Linked DNA regions of Gossypium arboreum: region 2 is linked to region 1. Evidence: chromatin contacts called from public Hi-C data. All regions are on one chromosome and are shown on one strand. The core of a region is the stretch at or near the end of the contact, and the rest is flanking DNA. Distances in the headings are between cores, read along the strand shown.

Region 1 (5,186 bases), core at 1,433-3,932:
TGGCCTGACACACGGGCGTATGTGGCCATTTCTAGGGCACACGGGCTAGTCACACGGGCATGTGTGTTGGCCATGTGACCCAAGTCAGAGAGTTACACGGGGTCGGGCACGGGCTGGGACATAGCCATGTGTTCCCATTTTGAATGTCCACAAGGCCTATGACATGGGCGTGTCTTTTGCCGTGTGAGACACACGGCCGGGCCACACGGGCGTGTGTCCCTTGTATTTTGAAAAATTTTCTAAGTGTTTCAAAAATTTCTTGAGTTATCGATTTAGTTCCAAACCACTTTTAAAGCATGTTTAGGGTCTCGTAGGCTTGTATTAAGGACAATGTGATTGAGTTTGAATGATGATTGCATGAAATTTAAAAATGTATGTGATACGAATGTTTAATTTTTTATAAGTCTGATAATGCTCCGTAACCCTATTCTAGCGTTGAATACGGGTGAGGGGTGTTACAACTACACTCGAGCACGAATGAAGGCGATGGAGACCAAGGTGAAGACGAAGAAAATGACGAAGGCGAATATGAACATGAACATGAAGATGATGGCGACGAGGGTGGGGGTAAAGACAAACATAATGAGGACAATGGTAACGAACCAGTTTATGAGCCCTTAGTAATAGTTGCACGCAGAAATCCTCCTCACGATAGTCACCCACTGTCGTGCGGCACACATTCTCCCTGATGATGCTGATGATGTATTTTTTAACTTATCTATAACGATGTAAATATAGATGACATCAATAAAGAAACCACAAATTTTCATTGTAACTCATATCTTCCTCTTTGTTACTTTTTAACGTAAGTTAATAAGAAACCACAAATTTTTATTGCAACTCATTTTTTATTCAACTTGGGTCCCGTTCGATATATTGTTAGTTCAAATAATCATATCTATGTCTCTATTTCTAAGAGTCAATCTAGCTTCGATAGTCAAGATAAGTTATCTCTCCGATTGGACTGATAGACAAGTTAATAGTCCTAGTATGAATTATTTGATCAATTTGATTCTATGAACTACAAATAATTTAGATTAACTACTAGTATAAATTGTCTCCTCATTTTATAATCGATCATATAATGTAACATATTATTAATTAAACCTTGAATAATTAGTGAGTCAATATTCATTTATTCATTTAGTTTTCACATTTGAAAACACTCATATAAAGTATATTAAGTGAACACATTGTAATTTTATTTATTAAATCAATTAAAAATTAAAACTATGATGAAATCATTCAACTTAGAGCACAAATTCTAACCTAACAAGCTTTAAAAAAATGTAGTTGAACACCGATAAAATTATGCAATTACTAAAGCCCAATTTGACAAATGATGCTTTTCTAGTTTTCATCCAAATTATGAAACAATTAAAATACTTGAAAAGTAAAGAAACTTTGAAAAAGCCTCCATTTTTTTTAATCAATAACGATAATTTTACTAAAACCAATACAAATATCACACCTTTCTTTCGGAAGAAATTCCGGTTATTATTGGGACTGGGTGTTAACCCATTTGTCGAGTTGACTAGTGGAGAAACGTGTGAAGGCAATTCATTGTTTGGACTTTAGAGTAAAGGAATTGGATTGATGGTTTTATTATTAAAAATATATAAAAGTAATTTAATTCAGTTTAATTATTGAGCTCAATTGCTTTGTATTGATTTTTAAGTCAATTGCTCTGATGTTCTATCTAGATTAATATTTCTATCAATTTTTAATTTAATTAATTTAATCCAATTCAAACAACCATAGTTAGAATTGATTGAATAAAAAATTTAATTGAAAACTAAAATGGAGAGGTTTAATTACATTTCCATCCCTTTACTTTTAGAAATTTATAAAATTTTTAGAATTTATTAAAATTTATTATATTTTTAAATTTTCAAATATTTTTAATATTTGTTGACATGACATACAAAGACGGAATATAAAAAGAGTCAAAGGGCTTGATCCTCTCAAAATTTGAAAATGATTAATAAACCCTTCAAAATTATTCATAATTTACTTAGGCCCCCAAATTTGTTGAAAAATTTAATTAAGCTCTTTAAAAGTTTTGAAAATTTTAATTAAACCCTTTTAAAAAATTTAATTACTCATTAATTTTCTAAAAAAAATTAGAGCCTTATTTTTTTTTTGAAAAATCTCATTAAACATCAAAAATTTTGAAAATTTTAATTTGATCTCTCTAAAACTTAATGCCACATTCGGCCACCTATGGCTTAAAAGATAAAATAATGGCACATCAACAAAGAAGGGTAAAAAGAGCTAAATTGAATAAAATAATGGCACATCAACAAAGAAGGGTAAAAAGAGCTAAATTGAATAAAGATGTAAAGTTCACGAGTTAAATTTATTATTATGTCATATATATATATAATCAAAATGAACATTTAACGATATAATTTTAATAGAGAGACTATTTTGCTAATTCATCTAATATACACAGACTAAATTTTCACATATCCATTTTTCTATATTTTCAGAGAAAGAGAATTAATACATGATAGATTCGATAAATGCAATATGAGATACATTATAGGGACTGATATGGAAAGTTTATCGAAAAAATATGAACTGTTTTATAATATATAAAAAGAAAAAGAAAATGGGAAGTTTTCAAGTTTTTTTGAATAAATGAAAATAAGCCCAATTATTTCAACGGGCTTTAAATTGGGCCGTTTTAGCTGATTCAAAAGGTCGGTAATTATCGGAAGCGATACTCTGATACTCTGGGTCTCAAAGCGGTCAAAAGTCAAAGTCTCTCCCCATAATCCCTAATCCCTCACCAGAAAAAAATCCAATTCCCCGTCCCCCAAATCATAAGCCCTAGCCATAGCAATTGAATTGTCCCGGAGAAGGTCGCCAAGATGGGAAAGAAACAGCACAGCAAAGATCGAATGTTCATAACGAAGACGGAGTGGGCTACCGAGTGGGGCGGCGCTAAATCCAAAGAAAATCGTACACCTTTCAAACGCCTTCCCTTCTATTGCTGCGCGTATGCCTCACTTTCCATTCCCATTTTTGCTTTATACCATTTTTGCTTTATATCTTATTATATTCATTTTTTTTCTGGTTGTCTTATTCAGCCTTACATTCACGCCCTTCGAGTTGCCTGTATGCACGAAGGATGGCAGCGTCTTCGATTTAATGTTGGTATCTTTTCATTTCGTTGTTACTTATTTCAAGCTTTTATATAGTGTAATTTAGGGGGTTTTGTTATTTTTTTATTGTTTTCTTGTGCAGGAATGTAGTTCCCTATATAAGAAAGTATGGGAAGCATCCGGTTACTGGGGCTCCATTGAAGCAGGAGGATCTTATCAATCTTACTTTCCACAAGAACTCTGAAGGTTTGAAATATTTATTTTCGAGTTCACGTTTTAATTCAATGAACCAAAGAAATTGAGCAAGCCATATAATATACTGCTGTCAGGTTTCAACAAAGTATGTTGTAGATTTAGAAGTAAATTTTCTAAAGTTCATGTTAAAAGGGGATACTTGTTTGAAATATTGTTCCTTATAGTAAAAAAAATATAGTTTAATTAAGATGCTGTTCCTTGTGTGAATTGTCGATTTGATTATAGATTACATTAATAGCTTTCTAGGTTCTTTTATTTGGTGCATGAGATAAATGGTGGATGTATATTTTGCATGAGTTACAGCAATTTCCTGCAAAACTAAATATTGGTCTTCTATTCTTTACCTGACTTCTTATAACTTTTTCAACAAGGTTGAACTTGAGTGTGTGTGTGTGTGTCTTCATTTAGCTATGACATGTGAATTTTGGATGTTAGACAGTTACCTTGTTTTGGGTTGAAAAAATGAAACCATGGGACGGTTGTTGCATGTTATATTTAGGTTATTATTGTCATTTTCTCTATAAACGAGCTTGTGAAGGATGCAATTTCTGCCCGCTTTTGTAGTTACTTCCTGTTCTTTATTATTTTAAATACTTAAGGTTCTGCCAGACTAGAGTGCACTTCATCTTTGGTTTAATTTTGAGCCAAAAATCAAGAAGTTGGAATTAGAGTCTGCTTGTCTATGGCCTCTTTCTTCAGTGTCACAGTTTAATATTTGTAGGTTCTGTCAAGACAACCTTCTGCAATTACTGTGAAGTTGGTAACAAGGGTAGTAGGGGAAATTGCACTTGCACATACTAATAAATCCTATGTTTGTTATACTTTGAAATCATATCTTTGGGGAATCAATTTTAACTAAATGAGAAATGGAATAAATGCTTGAAATACTCTTTGGTGATGGTGGAAATAAAGGCTATTAATTCTCATGGGTAATAGATGTAAACCTTGCTATGGTCTTCTTATTACTGTTGTTATATTGATTATACTGGTGCAATTTGGTAGAAGGCTGTTCATGAATGTTGTTCTACTTTATTGTTTTATGTGCAACTATGTTGGTATGCTGGTTGCTATTCTTTTCAGTTATATATATTTTAGAATTGACTTTATTTTAGATGTCTTTAGTATTTGCACGTTTGGTTTAGTTTTCATGCCTCAAGGATATTGAAATGGTGCCTTAATGCAGGGGAGTATCATTGTCCTGTGCTGAACAAAGTTTTTACCGAGTACACACACATAGTTGCTGTGAAGACTTCAGGAAATGTTTTCTGTTATGAGGTATAGTTTATTGCTTATATTGTCAACATTTCCTCTTAAGGTCAGATAGATGTGTTAAAGCATGATACTGTTTTTCCTTTTTGTTTCTATTGCAGGCAATTAAAGAATTAAACATCAAGACCAAAAATTGGAAAGAGCTTCTTACAGATGAACCTTTCACTAAGGAAGATATAATTACAATTCAGGTAAGCAGTGCATTTAATTCATATTCTGTTTTTATTTGATTAATACAGCAATTATTTGTTTCGCCAGTGTCACATAATGATTATAAGTTCCTTCTTGTATTTCTGCTCATGTTTGCAGAATCCTAATGCACTTGACAGTAAGGTTACCCGGGATTTTGATCATGTAAAAAATAGTTTGAAGGTTGATGATGAAGGTATTGTATTTTATTTCTGTTTTGGCTGTGCTTGCTGGTAGGATTAGCTATGTTTGCCCCTTCTAATTTATGGTCTTGATTTTCCTATAATCTTGTTGCAGAACTAAGGAAAATGAGTTCAGATCCAACTTATAACATAAATGTTGCTGGGGATATCAAGCAGATGC
Region 2 (5,186 bases), core at 1,337-3,836, 330 kb before region 1:
TTCTTTTTGTTAAGTACATTTAGGGCTTTCGAGTAAAATGGAGACATAAAAGGGCAAATATTTTTATTTTAATTTGTTTAGAGATAGTTTTATAATTTTAGAAAAAGGTAAATATTTATTTTAAATTTCTGATGCTATTGAAATTAAGCAAGCTTATTGATTAAAATTGTGACAAGAAAATTATGTTTTTGATTCAATGGCCGAAAGTACAATCACAGTCAAACTAAAAATGCATAAAAAAAAGATAATTCGAATCAATAGAAAACAAAAAAGGAGGGCAGAAATCATGATTTAATCAGCTAAAGCAATCGGAATCACATGATCAAGAAATTAAACTACAAAAGAAAAAAGAAATTAAACAGAATCACAATCATTATAACATAACCCTATAAGTTAAATTTTTTGAAAAAGCCAAAAAGAAGTAATTTAACCAAGCACAAATTATGGTACTATTTCACGGATAAAATGATAAACAGTTAATTATCGGCAACTTGAAGTAAAATAAGCGTCAAAATAAAGAGAATTTTTCAAAAAAAAAGAAGTAAACGCGAACAGGGAAAATAAATAAATAAATCTGATTCTTCATCAACAAACAGATCCGACTGGACTTTTTCTTTAGCAGACATGATTGGAATTAGAGCTGATCATAGGCTGAGCCGGGCCTCAACAGAATTTTAGATCCGTTTTCTAAGCTCGAGCTCAGCCCAAAAAATGAACCTAAAATTTTGCTCAAGCCTGGCCCGAATTATAGATTCTAAACCTGAGCCCAGCCTGGCCCATATTTAAAATTTAGCTTTAGTTGCTTAATTACATTAGTTGATATTTGGAAATGGATGGTAACCAGCAATAATTGAAAAAAAAGAAGACAAAAAACCTTGAAAATAAAGAGGAAAGATAGAAACAAAAGATGTAAAAGATGGTGGGTCATAATTGAAGGTACTAAAAAGGTGAAGGAACCAGCAATCTCAAAAATTTTCCACATAAAGAAACGAAATCGAACATTTATAATCTTAAATGCCCAAATTCAAAGTGAAAAGAAAAATTAAAACTTTAATAGACCCAAATGTAATAAAAAATCAAAAAAACAATTATCACTTCTGATTTGCCGATACAACTTTTCATGTGCTTATTATGCTCTCCTATAGCTCAACTATCTTTCTTCGACATTGCGTCATAGTTTGGTATAAAGGTAAATAATTTAATCTGAAAATTAAAGTTACAAAACTTGAGTATTGAGAACTAGGATCAATCCCATTTTGACCCTTAACAATTACCCATTTCTTAAAACTTAAACCACATGTAAATTAGTATGAATCTCCAGCACCTACATCAATGGCAAGAAAAAGTTATAGCTTTCTAATCCATGAAGTACTCCTATTCTAATCCATGAAGTACTCCTATTCTAGGGCTAAACAGTTAACTCCAGTAAAGTTGAAGAACCTTTAAATAACTGAGAATTTAAGCTTTTGAGACACTTTAACACTGAATTCAAAACTTAAAATCCATGTATCTCTCATTCAAAGAATAGACCAAAGAAATAATCTTTAACAATGAATTCAATATAACATTAAACACTAAAAAAACAAAACGATGCATTAAGTGATTGAAGAACGGAAAGATCTCACCGATTAATGATTGAAGAACGAAAAGAGCTCACCGATTAATCAAGAAATTAAAGAAGCAAACACCCAAAAAGAAAATTTGATTTACTGGCAGCTTCGAGGAAAAGTAGGATTGAATATAGAAGAGATTGAAAAAAACCTAGTTTTTCTTGAATTGTTAGGGACTAGGTTTCTATTGTATTGTTTCATGAACCGTGTCCGAGCGGTGTATTCCGGGTTACAGGCCTTTTTTATTTTTTCTATTAAAGGGTGAGCTGCAAAAATAGAGTGCCTAACTGCTTATGAAACGATGATGGCGGTGGCGGGTGGAGAAATTGGTGGTATTTTCTTTCTTACTGTTAGGGTTTTAGAAATTGGTGGAGTGAGTGGAATGGAGACAAAACTGTAATATGTATTAAAAAATTGCAACTTACACAAAAATTAATTTATCATCAACAAAATCAAGAAATTGCAGCTGTCCATAGAAAAAAAACAACTGTCCATAGAAGTCATGGAGATACCAGGAATTGGACGAGATTGACCGGCGGCACAGCGGGACGGCGACGACTGAAGGCTGAAGCGGAGGAGGCGAAGGCAGTGGTGAACGCCAGCGACAGAGGAAGCAGCAGCTTCACCGGAACGACGACAGTGTCTTGATGGAAGAACGAACGGGGCGACACAACGGTAATAGGCGCCGGCGACAGAGGAACCGGGAGACGGGGTGGCCGCCGGAGTAGAGACGGCTATCGACGGGCAGCTGGCTGGATTTAGACGGATTAGATTCTTCCTTTCCTGTTGCAAAACCTAACGAATTTAAACCGTCGGATTTCGCTTAAAGGACGGATGGGAAAGAGAAGTTGAATTCTGATGGGCGGCTGACTGCTTTAAGTTTAATAGTCAACACCTTCAAACCCTACTTATTTCAATTTACCTTTTGGCACCTAAATTTGAATTTAATGTTCGAATTAGTACTTTTTTTTTTTTCAAATTGGTAGGCTTTGCATTACACATTTCAATCCATTTTTGCAACCCATTAAAAGTTTAAATTTTGAGGATAGTCCTATACTTATTAATTTGTGCTTTATGCTGATTTAATTTATCTACTTTTATTTGCTCAAAATTGGTCCACTATTTTTTGATTTGCTAATTTTCAGTCATTTCATTAATTTTTCAATTAACATTATTAAAAAATAGAAACAATCACAAATTTAACTCCTCAACCTTTACAAATTTTATCAATTTAACCCCTATTCTTTTATTTTTGCTTTAGTTATTAAAAATAATAGAAAAATAAAACTTTATAAATTTTCCCGTATGTTCCAACAAATTAAAGATAAAAAAAAACAAAACTTGCTATTAATTATTACTACGAGAGGTTTTAACTTGTAATTCTCATTTAGCAACAATAAGTACCGTGTATATTATGTAATCTACATTATAAATCATTGAACTTAACCTCAACTTTCAAATAGACCACAAACTTTTTATTTAATCAAATTGCATCATTTAACTTTAATTATTAATGTAACGCCCAAAAATTTTGAATTTCTGATTTGTTAAATTTTGTCATAATTAAATAATTGCTTCAATGGTTAAGGGCCTTGAATGTGTGTTTGAGGTCATGGGTTTAAATCTCTCTTTTAGGGAAATTTAGTTATTTTTGTTCGTAGGCCTATCTTTGTTATTCGGCTTAAGTATTATATTTGATCAATTTATGATAAAATGAGCTTGCTAGTTTAGTGGTAAGGTGTTAGTTTGCCCTTTGGTTTTATGTTTGAATCCCCGCGTGAGCAAGTAGGTATGTTTATTTTTACTTCCTCTGTGTGTTGTTCACATGTAGAAGTGGAGTCGAATTGAAATTCTATAATGTTTTTTCCTTTTTCATTCTCCTAATTTTGTTGTTTCTGTTGTTTTTTTTTCCATTTCATCCCTTTTTGTTATTTTTCTTTCCCAAACAAAATTTAAGTTCAATTTTGGTTCTTCTTTCTTCTATTTGTCAATTCGGCTTTGCTCGTAACCCCGCTTGCTTTCAATTCCATTCTTGTTGTTCTGATTTGGTAAGTACTCGGGGTGGGTGAAGTTATTATTTCAGTTAGTTGATGTGTAAGTTAGGATTTTCTTTATTCCTTGTAATGGAAGTAGTTTTTTATTGTGTTTAATCATTTTTATGCTCAATTAGGGGAAAATCGTGAGACGTTTGGTGTTCCTCTAGGGAGTTAATTGTTGTTCTTAAGGGTAAGTGAATGTATTCGTCATTATTTAAGGTCGAATTCTTTGTATTGAAGTTTAAGTGTTGTTGTTGGGTTATGATTTAGCACTTGGGTTTTGTTAAATTAAGTTAATTAATTCATGTCAATGGTCATTTTAGGTACTAGAGTATTCATCCTTCAATCTACATCAAAAATCAACCACGTGTGTAACGAAAACCTGAGAAAACAACAAATGGCGAAAGCTAAAATTTGGGACTGTCGATGTCACACGGCTGTGTGGTAAGCCATGTGTGACACACGGCCATATTACAAACTGTGTGAACCACACAGTTTAGGCCAATTGGGCCGTGCGGGCCACACGAGCGTGTAAGCCCAAATTTTGAAATTTTTCCCTAGGACCATATTCGTCATACAAGTCAAATATGGGCCTTTCGTAGAGCTATATGATACAAATTAAGTTATAAATCATGATTTCTGATGTTCTGTTTGTGTTAAATACGATTTATGTACACATAACTAATATGTTATATGCTCAGTATAATCTGTATTATGGTAGGTATGATCTATGCTATGATAAATATGAGCTGTATTATGATAAGTCTAATATGAATATGTTATAAAAGCATGTATGTCATATAAATTTCTGATATTTATTAGTTTTGCATGTGCATTGGGATGGGAAATATGGTTATGGAGGAAGTGTGGGCAGTTTAATCTATTTGTCGTATCTGATGGCTTAACACATATATATCTATTTTTAGTGAATTATCGCCTAATGATCTGACAACTAGATTGCAAATATTCTGAAAAGTAACATACAGTCACTAAGCGGTGTGTAAGGTTGGATGGGTATATAATACCTTATATGGTGTGTAGGGATGGTCGGAGATGGTGTGTAATGGATAGGGGTAGGATTGTGAATCTGTATCTGATATGTTTTGTTTCTGCTTTATTATAAAATATGACTAAATGATATTTGAAAACATGTTGAAATTGTGTCTATGGTATCTACTGTTATAAGTTACACACTGAGCTTGAAATCTCTCCTCTGTCTATTTACTTTCAAGTAACCCCCAGACTTAAAATGGGTCAGTGTGACGGATCTTAGTTAAACATTTTTTTTAATTTTGTTATTTCAATCTGATTTGGATTGTTTTTTTATGTTGGATTGTTTTGGGACATTTGGAATGTTTTAATTTTTGGATACTATTTTCGTTTTAAATTGTTTAAGCGTTTTCAAAATTACAAAAATTTTATCTGCAAAATCAAATCATGTTTTACAAAATTCCAATTATATAAGAAATTTCGCTGCAAAACTAAAAGATTTTAATAGCACATATCTACAAAAACCTAGTGATTTTATACTAAAGTAGTG

The links. A called contact is a pair of places that touch in the nucleus more often than the background predicts.
Region 2: a Hi-C map of leaf shows a contact between it and region 1, with 6 times the contacts expected there. The contact joins the promoter of LOC108479481 here to the promoter of LOC108479975 in region 1. A contact is called at or near these places in 2 of 5 Hi-C or Micro-C datasets (both in leaf).

The regions. Positions count from the first base shown.
Region 1 is chr12:49,248,937-49,254,122 of ASM2569848v2, reverse strand. It overlaps LOC108479975 (peptidyl-prolyl cis-trans isomerase CYP65), which reads left to right and starts at 2,682. Exons shown (of 12, transcript XM_053023383.1): 1 at 2,682-3,004; 2 at 3,096-3,158; 3 at 3,253-3,356; 4 at 4,549-4,640; 5 at 4,736-4,825; 6 at 4,944-5,019; 7 at 5,121-5,186. The coding sequence starts at 2,877.
Region 2 is chr12:49,582,398-49,587,583 of ASM2569848v2, reverse strand. LOC108479481 (protein REBELOTE) reads right to left here and starts at 2,586. Exons shown (of 14, transcript XM_017782112.2): 1 at 1,626-2,586.